Linked DNA regions of Anser cygnoides: all the other regions are linked to region 1. Evidence: chromatin contacts called from public Hi-C data. All regions are on one chromosome and are shown on one strand. The core of a region is the stretch at or near the end of the contact, and the rest is flanking DNA. Distances in the headings are between cores, read along the strand shown. Region 1 overlaps IL13RA2 (interleukin 13 receptor subunit alpha 2). Region 2 overlaps PLS3 (plastin 3). Region 3 has its middle 5.2 kb from the start of PLS3.

What was found. Hi-C and Micro-C count contacts between places; a contact is called where the count stands out from the background.
Region 2: a Hi-C map of liver shows a contact between it and region 1, with 8 times the contacts expected there. The contact joins two enhancer-like sites. A contact is called at or near these places in 2 of 7 Hi-C or Micro-C datasets (both in liver).
Region 3: a contact with region 1 is called in a Hi-C map of liver, with 17 times the contacts expected there. The contact joins two enhancer-like sites. A contact is called at or near these places in 2 of 7 Hi-C or Micro-C datasets (both in liver).

What each region holds. Positions count from the first base shown.
Region 1 is chr13:12,545,941-12,550,025 of Taihu_goose_T2T_genome, reverse strand. IL13RA2 (interleukin 13 receptor subunit alpha 2) reads left to right here. Exons shown (of 11, transcript XM_067005378.1): 11 at 1-2,682. Among named protein-coding and RNA genes, the nearest start is that of IL13RA2, 25 kb to the left of the region's middle. Within about 2 kb of position 2,120, at least 3 of the 3 cell types and tissues checked have open chromatin away from gene starts, as enhancers often do. A contact at or near this core is called in liver, where this site is marked.
Region 2 is chr13:12,700,648-12,704,732 of Taihu_goose_T2T_genome, reverse strand. All of the region lies in intron 2 of PLS3 (plastin 3), which reads right to left. Among named protein-coding and RNA genes, the nearest start is that of PLS3, 12 kb to the right of the region's middle. Within about 2 kb of position 1,977, at least 2 of the 3 cell types and tissues checked have open chromatin away from gene starts, as enhancers often do. A contact at or near this core is called in liver, where this site is marked.
Region 3 is chr13:12,683,773-12,687,857 of Taihu_goose_T2T_genome, reverse strand. No RefSeq gene overlaps it. Among named protein-coding and RNA genes, the nearest start is that of PLS3, 5.2 kb to the left of the region's middle. Within about 2 kb of position 2,142, at least 2 of the 3 cell types and tissues checked have open chromatin away from gene starts, as enhancers often do. A contact at or near this core is called in liver, where this site is marked.

The sequences.
Region 1 (4,085 bases), core at 871-3,370:
CAGTTCTCAAAGCCTGGCTCTGTTTTTTAATTTTACTTTTGTCAGAAAAATGAACCAACTAACCAACTCAACCCCCTATGTTTTTTTGTGCTTTCATTTCATCTAAACAACCCAGAAAACACATCTTCTTGCAGGAGCATTTACTCAAGATGGGAATTTCTTGTGAAGAGAGGCAGCTCAAAGGGAAAATCCAGTTTGCATCAATCAGCTATGTAAAGAGCCACGTTAATCCAACCAGTCACAAATCAACACAGCAAGCACTGTTTTACACATCCAAGTGCAAAATTATTCAATCACTATCTGCTGCTTCCACTGCTAAGTAGGCAACAACCCAGTGTTATCTGGGGACACATCAAAGAAGGAAAGCACCAGGAAAAAATTGGTCTATGCACAGATTGGAGCAGAAATGAAGCTTCCCAATTGCTGATATTTTGATGACACACAAATCTACTCTTTACTGCCTCCTGGGGCTTCTGGCCAGCCAGCATGGGATAGCTTTAAATTTAGAAAATACTGGTAAGCAAGCAACCGACATTGGAAATACTGTGACTTACTTTGATGAATGCAGCACATTAGTGGTTGGAGAAGGGAACTGGACTTGGCAAGTCACCGACTGCTCTGACAGAGAAGGTGAAAGGAACCACAAGAGGAGGAAGTCAGCAGGAGTAAGGCTGGCTTGGACCAGGACCAGACACCTCCAAAACATGCTCACCAGAGCAATTCAAGGGAATGTATGTTTTATACAACATGCTGAAGCATGCAGGAGGCTCAGGATGGCGTCTCCTCTGTGTGATGGCAGGGAGCAGCTCTTTGCTTATTGCCCTCCTGCCAGGTACAGTCCCCTTCCTTCCCCCTCTGGTCTCAGGCAGGATTTTGCTGGGACGAGGGACACAGCCCTGCACCACAGCTGTCCCCGGCCTGCACAGATCAAATATTTTCCTCTACTTGCTCCAAAGTCCAGACTGCACGCACCTCCCTGCAGATTGATGGGGCATCATGGCAGGGCAGTCCCTGCGAGGACCAAGGTTGGACCTCAAGCTCTGCAACACCAGGATGAGAGGAAATGCTCAGCCACGCTAGTTCTGAGGTCTGCATGGTAATTTCAGGAACTACAGGACTTTGACACATCCAGAGCTAGGCGGTATTTACGCTATGGGTTTCAGAACTGACGTCATGGCAATAGTTAAAATCAGGAAGCACTGGAGAAAACTGTTGGAAAGCATCCCATTGAGATTCCCTGTTACTGGAAATAACTCCATGTAGGTCTCTGATAAGCTGCCAGCCCTTTAAACTGTTTAAACTTCTACTAAAAACACATGACTGCATTGTGAAACTCGTCCACATGAAGTAGAGGTAGGGAAGCTAGAGCCTGGCGCAGTGGGTAATTCAGATGCAATTTCACCTGCTTTACCATGCAGGAAATTGGAGTGGGCAGTATTTGGAGATGGCCATCAAATGTGGGATCTCCATCTTGTGTTCCCTTGGGGAGCACCATGAACACACGGAGGCACAGGGACTGCTCGCTGCTGCTGCTGCTTCCCATCCTGTGCACTCTTGCTTGTTGATGTAGATTCCTTGTTTTCTCTGGAGGCTGCTGGTCATTGAACAGGTCAGGTTGCAGGCAGGCAGGTTTCTGCTGGAGGCAGAGATTTGAGATAGTGTGCCTGGAGCCCAGTGCATGAGCAGAAGAAGTGAAATATCGAGCAAGAAAAAATGAAATCTAGGCAGAAAGCCCAGTGCTAGATCCAGAGAGGTCGCTGTGCACAGGGGCACAGTGTGCTGCTCATGTCAGAGTTTATCAAACAGGATAACAGAGTAAAACACTGCTCCTCTTGGCTTGCCAATAAAACCAGTCCTCACAGGCTGCTTGCCAGCTCCCACAGCTCTATCAGTGATGTAAAACACCACAGTGTGCACTTCAATTCAGCTTTTTTTTTTTTTTTAGAACTTTTTTTTTAAACTGTTAGACCTCATGCAGCAGCATCACAGAGCAAAAAGCCTGCTCCGAACCTGCAGATCGGCTGGAAAGGCAGCTGAATCGAGCTAGAGGGGAGCAAGCTGAGACTCTGCTGTAGTTCTCTTCCAGGAGGGCTGTATAAACTGGGTTAAAGTTTTGAGCCTAATTTTGTCCAAAAAGAAGAACAGGAGAAGAATTGAAGAGAACAAGTGCAGGCAAGAGGTGGTGAAGGAACAGATGTTGTACCTCCCCAGCTGGAACTCACCCCCCAGAATATCAGAGCTAGCTCAGTCAATACAAAATACAAAAGTTAGACAGAAGCCTGCTTAGAAACCTGCCTAGTAACAGAGTGATAAATTAAGTACATCTGCTTATGGTACCTGCATCCTGCAGCTTGGCAGGAGTGTTTCAGAAAGAGAAGCTGAGCTTCATCCTGGTGCGGGGCTCCCCGCTCACCAGCTCACCCCTGTAGTGGCAGCAAGCTACCCCCACCTGCTTCCTCACATCATTACCTCTCCAGCATGAGCAAAATGTAATCCCTACAGGTGGCCAGCTGCTAGTCCTTCCTGGTGTCCTAAACCTTGCTAGAATTTCACTAGTATGCTTCCTCCCAGCCTAAGTTTATAGTATTACATTAATTCTTTTGCACAGTATTTGCATTACAGTGGTTTAATCCATTTGCTGTAGTCCATAATTAATATTAAGTAAAGCACTTTCAAAAATCACTCTTTTGGCATACTTCACTCTTATTGTTCCCAGCTCATGTCTGGGTCCCCCCGTGCTTTGCCTCTGCTTGGCCCCACACAGCTGGCGAGGCACGTCTTTGCCAAACATACAAAGACAACTCCTTTGCATGCCCTTGAGCTTAGAGTCTTTTTTCTGTCTTTGACTGATAAAGTCTTAGAGCCATTTGTTAAGGAATAAAAAGCAACCTTTCCTACATTTTTTTTCTCCCTAGAGGATGTCAATACTTGCCAAACATATGAAAGCACAATCCTGCGCATGCTGCAGGGAAATGCAAAATCAATTTGCGTCTGTCATATTCTAACAGCTTTTGGGAAGTAACAAAACAGCAAAGGCGAATGCCAAGGTCACCAGCAGTATCTGAACATACAGAATTGCTCTCCTTCTCTCACTGAGGTTTCTTTTCAAAATGCCAGCAAGAGAACTATTTGAAAACCGATCTATCTTATGTTTGCTCATTTCCCATTCTCACATATTTTCATTTTTCTGACTCGCCTCTGAAAACAAGATACAAACACTACAACCTGCCAAAGCAAGGCTGTAAGGAACTCCTTACTCCTCTTGCAGACGAGGAAACAAAAAGGTAGAAGTTGCATCTCACCTGCTGAGGCATTTCTGCTGAGCTTTTCCATCTCGTAAAGGCACTAGCAACTCCATGGCCACTGGGTGTCAGCATCTGTGTTTCATCGCAGAGGAGGAAAGCAGGTGCAGCTTCGCTTCTGCCAGAATTCAGTATTTATTGCACGAAAATTAAATAGAGGAGACAAGGCTCTCTCACCGTAAGACAGATGAGTTTTGCTCTCTTTGTGCCGCTAAGTAGAGAAGTACCACACCTTCTTTCCATAATTCATTACCGGGCTGACTGCTGGCTAGTATCAGCCCTTGTGCCTTGTGGCATCACGTCCATGATCCAGTGCTGCTGCTGCACTGACTGAAGCTGTGTCTCCCATGCCATATGCCAGCCCTGCCCCTGCCCTACCTCCTACCCTTCTGCCACTGAGCACCCCTAGAAATACCCCATCAGCTCTAGCTGGAGGTTCAGCCCAGCAGGGACTGTGCCTCGCTCTGTGTCCTTATAGCATCAGCTCCTTCACAATGTCCATCCCCGAGCCACCCCACCGCGCATCTCAGCACATCATTGAGCCACCACAGATCTAGGCATAGATCCTGAAAGGAGGCAAAGTTGCACAGCCCACCTGGCTTCATCTTTCAGATGCTGAAGCTTTGGGAGTGCAGTAGCTAATGATATCATCAGTAAATCTAAAGAGCTTCATGTGCTGCGGTGGGTTTGCAGCTTGCTTCTTTGTGTGGCAGGGTACATTTGAGAGTACTGTCAAGTTCTTTATGTCTTCTGAATTTTCTCAGGAGGATGTGTGGTTCTCAT
Region 2 (4,085 bases), core at 728-3,227, 150 kb before region 1:
CCTTCTTTGAGCCAGAGCAGAGGCAAGAGAAAGGAACCTGGAGCGGAGAATCTTTTTAAGCCAGTGTTGCACCTCCACCTGACCCACCACAAAGCGCGCCTTGCACCTGTCACGGGTTGTAATAAATGGGCTCCAATGAGAAGTTTTTTTCTTTGGGTGATTACAATGGCATGAGATGAAGGCTGCTGAGGACTGAAGCATGCAGAGAGGAGGAGACCTGGACGCAGCAGAACTACAGCCAAGCAGGGCAGGCATCAGTGCGTGCTGCCATCCACTGGCCACCATGCCCACCCCCTCCTCAGTCCCAGCTCGCTGTGGGGTCAGCACATGGAGGGACGGGACGAGCAGAGAGGGACCAGCCCCGCACTGTGCCCCAGCTCAGCCACACCATGGACCAAGCCGCTGCAGAAAGGAAAAGGACACGGAGGCAAGTGGTCTGCCAGGAGGGTCCTGCAGGCACAAACATCTCTCAGTTGAAATGCCAGGGCTGCCCATCCTTTATGTGGCTCAGACATTCCTCTGCTCACCTAAAGAGGGTCCTGAAGAATATCCACAGTAAGTCACTATTCAAAAAAACAATGTTTTACACTGGAATCACACTGTTACAGAACACACACAACTGCCCAAACAGAGGGTTTCTAAACAGAAGAGCTGTTCTGATCCCTTTTCTGACAACGCCCAATTTAGTCACATTTACAATTGAGACATACGAAGTGTCCACATGAAGTTTATTCCATGAGGATACAATCCGAGTCACTTCGCAAAATCTGCAATGTAATAGAAGTGTAGCTCTTTATACTGGGGTCTTCCGACATGCAGAAAAAAAGGAACTTTTAAAAAATACAAAGGAAAAGTTTTTTTTCTGCAGATGGAACCACAATATAAACTGCAGGAGTACAGATTTGTTCACAAGAAGTTAACGCAAGTCTGACATAAGCCTTGCTACCTCCCATCAGTAATGAACATTGCACAGTCTGAGTGGCAGCAGCGTCTCTGTAAACTTTCCAGCTACTCAGACCAGGCTTTTCCAAAGAGAGTACCCACTTATCTAACACTCATTTTGATTTGAGAAGCCTACAGCAAACGAGCCATCTCTAATGCCAAGCAGAACCAGCAGCTTGTCTACAGAAACAGCTCATTAGGCTACTAAGCAGAAAGTAAATTGGTATAATCTTCAAAATAAGATTACAACAGCAAAAAGGATGTGGCTCTCAAAATAAATCTGTGGACTGTAGCAAGCCTGGCAATTACGCAGAACCAGAGGTCAGGAACTGCGTAACATCTTCCACCTATACGTGAGATGAGGTTACACCACTTTGGTCACAGCCTGCTCGGACCAGTAAGCAGAATTTTGGTCAGCTGTTGACCACTGTCCAGACCAGCCTGCTGCAGAACGATCCTGGCTAGCAGTGGGGCTGTGGGAGACAGCCACCGGGTGGCTCTTCAGTCCCACACAACTCATCTGCGGGTCACCTACCACCATTAAAAAGGTTTCACCACTGGGGAGTCAGGGCAGTGGTGGTGCAGTCACAGATCAGTCTGGGAAGCAGTCACACGCCCAGCCCAGCCCACCAGGACCTTTAAGGAGACACTGGTATCTCACCCAGGCATCCTGCCAGGTGCTGGAGGTAGCCAAGAGCCATGAGACTTGAAGATTTTGGCACATGGCTCATTCTGTTGTGCAAGTGGGCCTATGAATTCAGCTGCGCTGGACAAGTCCAGAACCTCATCTCAAGGGACCTTGAAGCTTTTCCTGGTATTTAGCTTGAGGCTAGATTTGTTGGCTTCCCCTAGAACTGTTCCTTTTATCTCAGACCTCACAGAAAATTTTCTGTAGGATGGATCTGCTGGACAGGCCAACTCCAGCAGCTCCTACAGCCATTGCACTCTGTTCAGACGTGTAGAAAGTTGAGTGTGCTAGATTGCCACTCACACATACAGTGCAAGTTGTCACTCATAGCCTTCAGGTCCCTAGACTGCTATCTTCACCATACAGCTCGTTATGCTGTTAATTAGTAAGCTGCCTCATGTTTTCCAGCCCACAAAAAAAAAGCTACTGGTAGCAGGCTGACCTCTGTCCTGTGAAGCTGTTCTTTGCTTTGACCGCAGGTTTCTTACACTCTGAAGTCTACTACTACCGCTGCTGCTGAGTTTAATATTTTATGAATTACAGTGGAAAAAACCCTCATCTTTCCAAGTTAAAAAAATCTACAGATCTCCCACAAAGCCAAGTCTAAGCAAGGCGTGCTATTTGACAGAAGGCACGAAGCAACTGTGCAGCTCAGGCAGGACGTGTGAGCAGTAACACCACAAGGTACAGCAGATTAGACCAAAGAGATCCAAATGCTAATCCAGAATATTATCTGCGAAAGCGACCGACACGTGAAACAGCAACGCACAGCTAAGTGCCAAGTTGTTTTCAACCCAACGCACAAAGCCTTAATCGCTATCATGAATTATTGACCAGTGCCAGTCATAAAGACTCTTACATAACAGGGGGTTTCAAGGCCATTAGTACAGGGTTGAATCTCACTCCATTTCATGGCTTTCCAAGAACTTTTAATATAGACTTTCAGAAGGCAGGGAGCAAAGAGACTAAAACTATCCTATATAATCCATAAGAAGGTTATATATCCCTTGGGGGAGGGAGGCAAAAAATGCTGTGCCACTAGCGACGGCTCTAAACAGGGGCAAAGTAGGCTGGGTGCTGCTGTAACCACCCACCCCGGAAAGCTACATAACTCCCAAGAGCTTCTTAGCCGGGCAGAGGCAATGTAAGTTTTTCAGTTTTTCAGCAAGTAGTCTGACTACGCTGCCTTTGCTAGAGCATTTGGTTTATATTAAACAGTGGCAAGAGACCAGCTGGAAATTAGCTCCACGAGAATGTTACAAAGGGGTAGGCAGCAGCAGGGCAGAGGCAGGATTGCACTGGAACCTCCCGTCCATGTCCCCGAAGAAAGCTTAGTCCCAGTCTTGGCCAAACAGAGCAGAAAGGAACAGGCTAAAGTTTAGGTCAGACAGACATTTGGGACACTTACACAAAATACTTGCAGTTTTCAGAAGGCCCAGTTTCCCCTTTCTCCTCTGTGGAAAGGTGAGTTTTACCTAAACAAAGACTCAAGCTTGGTCATTACTTCTAGTAGCACACGAAGACTGGAATACATTTGTAGCTGTATTTCCATTTGTTCTCTACTGACCTCCTTCAAAGCGTTGCTATCACAGAAAAAAAATCTTAAAGACAGGGCAAACCTCCTCCCTTGCCTGTCTGCACAATTCCAATTGTAACAGGATAACTATTTTAGGAAATGGGTAAGGTGTGTGTGTAAAGTCCTCAATCTGTTTTTGGAGGCAAAACTTTTTATGCAGAATTCAAGAAGAAAGAGCTTAATTGCAATATGGCTTTTGAACTCACTTCCCTCGTTCCTGTGACCAGCTGGAGACAAGCACCTTGTTCTATGTTGGGTCAAGGAAATATTTAACTACAGGATTTATAGTGGAATATATACTATGTATATTCCACTGCAGCCACCCAAAGCAAAAAGCAAACACTGTTTTAACTCAACAAAAACAGCAACAGACTTGAGTATCAGCCTGCTCATTAGGGTCCTGCTACAGAGGCTCTGAGGCAGGACAGCATCCAAGCCTGTCCCTGGGACGAGACTCAGCATCCTGGAATCTCAAAACCACAGCCCTGCTCCAAACCCAAACAACGCTCCACAGACCCTTCCTGGCTGATTATCAGGAAGGAACATAAGATTGCAATGGCAGCGTAAACAAGGACCCAGGATTTATGATCTTTCAGATGTTGTTTAGCCAATGACCCAGCTAAAACACTGCTTCATGAAGTACGAATGCCAATTTCAGGGATGGGTAGCTGGAATTCAAGTTTCCACTTGGTTAGTGCTGTTTCGGAAATGCTGAAAGCCTCGGTGCTCGCCCAGCAGTTTCCCCTGCTGGGAGGGGCTGCCCTGAGCTCTCCCAGCAAAAGCAGGGCAGCAACTGGGACTCATTTCACCACTCTGTCAACACAAACAGCATCGCTTGTGGCCAATATTCCTGCCACTAACGTACCAGTGTTACATGGG
Region 3 (4,085 bases), core at 893-3,392, 140 kb before region 1:
TGCCTACAGAATGAAGTTAAATGAATTTTAATTATGTCTGTTTAAATGTAAGCCTCTTATCTGGCAGCTTAGTAATAAATCTCCTGTACTGCTTTTCTGATGTATAAAAGTTACATCCTTGTTCTTGGCTGAGTTATTGAATAATGTGTACCTTTAGCATATAATTATGTTCACTTACGTGTGACTCTCTTAGTGAGGCAACACTCAGGTAAAGTTAGAGAGGGACTATGAGGATAAATAATGCTTGTCTTTTCAGTGGCACATCTAATTCCTTTTAGACTGACAGCTCCTGCCAATATCACTAACAAAACAAAACAAAACAAAACAAAACATATTCGGTTTGTTATACAGGAGATGGTGCTTTTTGGAAATGGTATGGAAGAAACAATACAGTCCTAAGAGATGGTGTCAAACACCGAATGGTGTGCATCTTTGCAAGTTATTCCTGATATCCCATGCATAACCTAGCTCCTTTAAGATCAAGATCATCATAGACCATAACTGGGGGGGTAGCAACAATCAGGAAGAAGGGAAGAAAGCCTGATGGGGTAATTAAAAACTTGTGTCTCTGTTGCGGGGTATGCCAAAGACAGAGAAAAACTGCAAAACATACAGGGGGAGTGGTGAGCCCACATCAGAAGTGGGCTTTAAAGAAACAGGCTTTAAAGGAGCTGGTGTTAAGTTCTTCCATTAGAATTAGGGCATCTGTTCTCAACTAGATCTTTGTTTTGTTTTCTGCAAATACTTATCCAAAACATTAACAGAATCTAAGAACCAGGATATTAATGTCAAAAACACTTGTCATCAATCACGGAGAACAACTGAGTGGCACTATGAATAGATTAATTAGCCAGAACTATTTTTTTCTCTATTGCAAGAAAGCAGATTTAATTCTGTGTAATATTTTGGAGCTACAGCAAACTGAATTTACCCCCCCCAGAAACATTTTCTCAGATAATTCTAGGTACTTCCTTACTTAAGAACATATTTGGGGAAATAAATATCACTAAGTCTATCCAGCAAGCCTGGTCTGTGCAAGGAATCCATATTCAAAGTCTAATGAAGTTTATGAGACTCTTACAAGAAGGCAGATCACCCACCAAAATTATCAGTGTGCCAGGCTGCAGGCACGCTGCTGCCAGCTGCCTTCCCTCTCACCATCCCAACTGCCAGATAACTGATCACATATTGGGACTCTGGACCGTGTTGTGAAACTACCAGTGCCTCCTGTTTATTTTGCTGTGAGGCAAGCTCGTGCTTTGGCAAAGGGTTTGCCCAGGGGTTTCATGCTCTCTCTATTCTGAAATATAGGTTTTGTTTGTTTGAAATTGTGCTTTTCCTGTCAAGGGGAGTATTTCAATGATTACCTATCCAGCATGAGGAGAGCTCTGCAGCTGCAGCACAGCAGTGGCAAGCCAGATTTATTCATGTTAAGTGTTTGTACAGCCCCTAACTACTGTTTTATCACGGACTGAGCTTCCAGGGGACTCATTGATTTATTTGCCGTTCCTAACAACAGGGTGAACTTTCCTCCTTCATTGTTATGTACCAAAAAATAATAAAATAAAATAAAATAAAATAAAATAAAATAAAATAAAATAAAATAAAATAAAATAAAATAAAATAAAATAAAATAAAATAAAATAAAATAAAATAAAATAAAATATGCAGCATGACAATGAGAAGTTGTTTTTGTCTCTTCTTTTCATTTAATTTATCAACCCAACAAGACCAGACTTTCAGAAGCTACTGAATCCACACTCCCCTTCTCCCAGGTAAGGTACAGGTAACTCCAAAGCTTATCACACTTCTGGAGAGCACCAGCCGCAGAAGGTCAGATATATGCAGTTTTGTATGGAAGAACCAAGCAGAGTTAGCTGCAAACTGTGGAAAACACAGTCACAGTCACCGTCCACACAGCTGACATTCAGTCATTTTGGTCATTTATCTAGGTTGACAATTTTGCAGGCACTAACCTGGTTATTCCTGTAGCTTGATGTTCCACGTGCAGCTTCTTATTAAATCCTGGCAACAGGCTTGGAGCTGGACAACATCACCCTGGAATGAATTTTTAGGAAGGGTTTGATCAGGGAGAAGCCTGGTAGTTTGGCATGCTGGGACCAATACCACATCAGTATTTCAGGCCATTGGTTCTGCACTGCAACAAGGCTGGAGACAGGAAATAAAAACTTGTTGATGCAGGCAATTCTGCACGGTGTAATGAGGCTTGAGATGGGATGAGCTGGAAAGTGGACAGGGCCTCCAAGGAGGATGCCCGTGTGCACAGGACTGGCCTCTGTGCCAGCAAGGCCTGCCAGCAATGGCCTTGCTTTCCTTTCTCTCACCACTGTCTTCCTTTGGCAGAAGTTAAAATGAGGCACAAAAGAACCGTGTGGCAGCTGATGAATAATACTAATCTATTGTGGATAAGAAAGGGAGGCTGTGCTCAACAACCAAGGAAGTGTTCTTGTCTCTCAAGGACTCTGGCCATTTCTGGTGTTCCTAATATTTCCCCATTTGCTAGTAGCCAATTGGATTTCTTTTCCTTTCTAGTCCACAACATATTTGTGAATATTGTATTGTCCTTTTCTTTGAACTTTCTTCTCTCTTTGCTTATTTTATTTGCCCCTCTACATCTTGCTTCCTCCTCCACGTTACTCATGCCGACACAAAGTTCCCCTGTACTCTGTAAAACTCAGCAATCCCACAGCCTCTGAAATCCAGGGGGAGCGGAAGCAGAGCAGGGCTGTCTACATTCCTGCAAGCCCAGGCTTGGGAGACAGTGTGGATATGTGCCAGTGCTAATAAATAGGGAATTATTAGTGACTGTGTAAAGCAGAAAAATTGCAGAACAAGATAAGACTGACAGAATTCCCACTAGCTGATTTTGGATAAGGACATTTACCTAAGGGGAGAAAAAAGAACATATCCTTCTATGTATATCTCTCTATCCAGCCATACGTGTGTTTGCGCAGGCGCAGCATATAAAACACAGCAGTGCGAGTGTTGAAGTCTATCTGTGACACACACTCTGCTCCTTTGCACTGCCTGGTGCAGAAGTGCTTTGCAGTTTTGCAGCCCTCCAGCTGGGCTGCAGGAGCTGCCTCAGGTGCACCAGAGCAGCTGGGGGTGCAGGGGATGTTCTGCCTGGGCCATGCATCTGTGCCCTAAAACCAGGAGGCAGCTGCGGCTCTGCCGTGGCCCCCTACCACGTGCCATGCTTCGGATGGAGGTGGCTGTCCCCAGCCCCAAGGCCGGGCTGCACCACACCTGCCAAACCAAACACCTGTGTTGCTCCAGCTGGGTTCAGCACGCAGAAAACCCAAGGCAGTGGCCAGGACTGACGGAGTGGAGCAGATTACCTTGCAGATCTAGCAATTGTAAGGCTTTGTTGCCTCTTCCTGTGTCCCACAGAGTAGTGACTGGGCCAAGCACCCTGATGTTGCAGGCTTGCATTGCTGCAAAACAGTGCTAAATACTCCAGTTAACAGCACTGCACAGGTATCTGCAGAGATGAGCCTGCTGCATCCCGGCATGTCAGGAAAGCAGGGGTGCTCTCATGGGCATACAGGTGGGGTGGGTGCTACAGCACTGGCCAACATTTACATATCAGTGTTTTGCATTCTCTAAGCTCTGTTGCTATGGTCACAGTAGATAAAGAGAGAGATGTCTGAGAATAATGTGAATTTTGTCATAATTGATGTGCAGGAGGAACTGCCTGGGATGGACAGGAAGAGGAACTGCAGGGACTGGGCAAACAAAAACCAGTCTGGGGTGGTTGAGGTTGAGGTGGTTTTGCTGTGAGTCATGGGACAGAGTAGCTGTCTTCTCCAAGACCCTTCCACACCTATTTCCTAGGACTGCAGTTCCTGTTTGTTGCAGGAAAGTACCTCTTAATACTACTCAGGCTGGGGTTTTTCCCCTTTCTCTCCTGCACAGGACCCCAAGCAGCACACAGAGTGCAGCAACAGTGCACGGAGAAGCTGCAGGATGTGGGTGCCACGGGTTTAGCCTCCACGCTGGCCCCATAAGTGGTGCTCAGCTCTGCCCTCACGGCACAGCAGCATGGATCTGTCCTCAGAGCA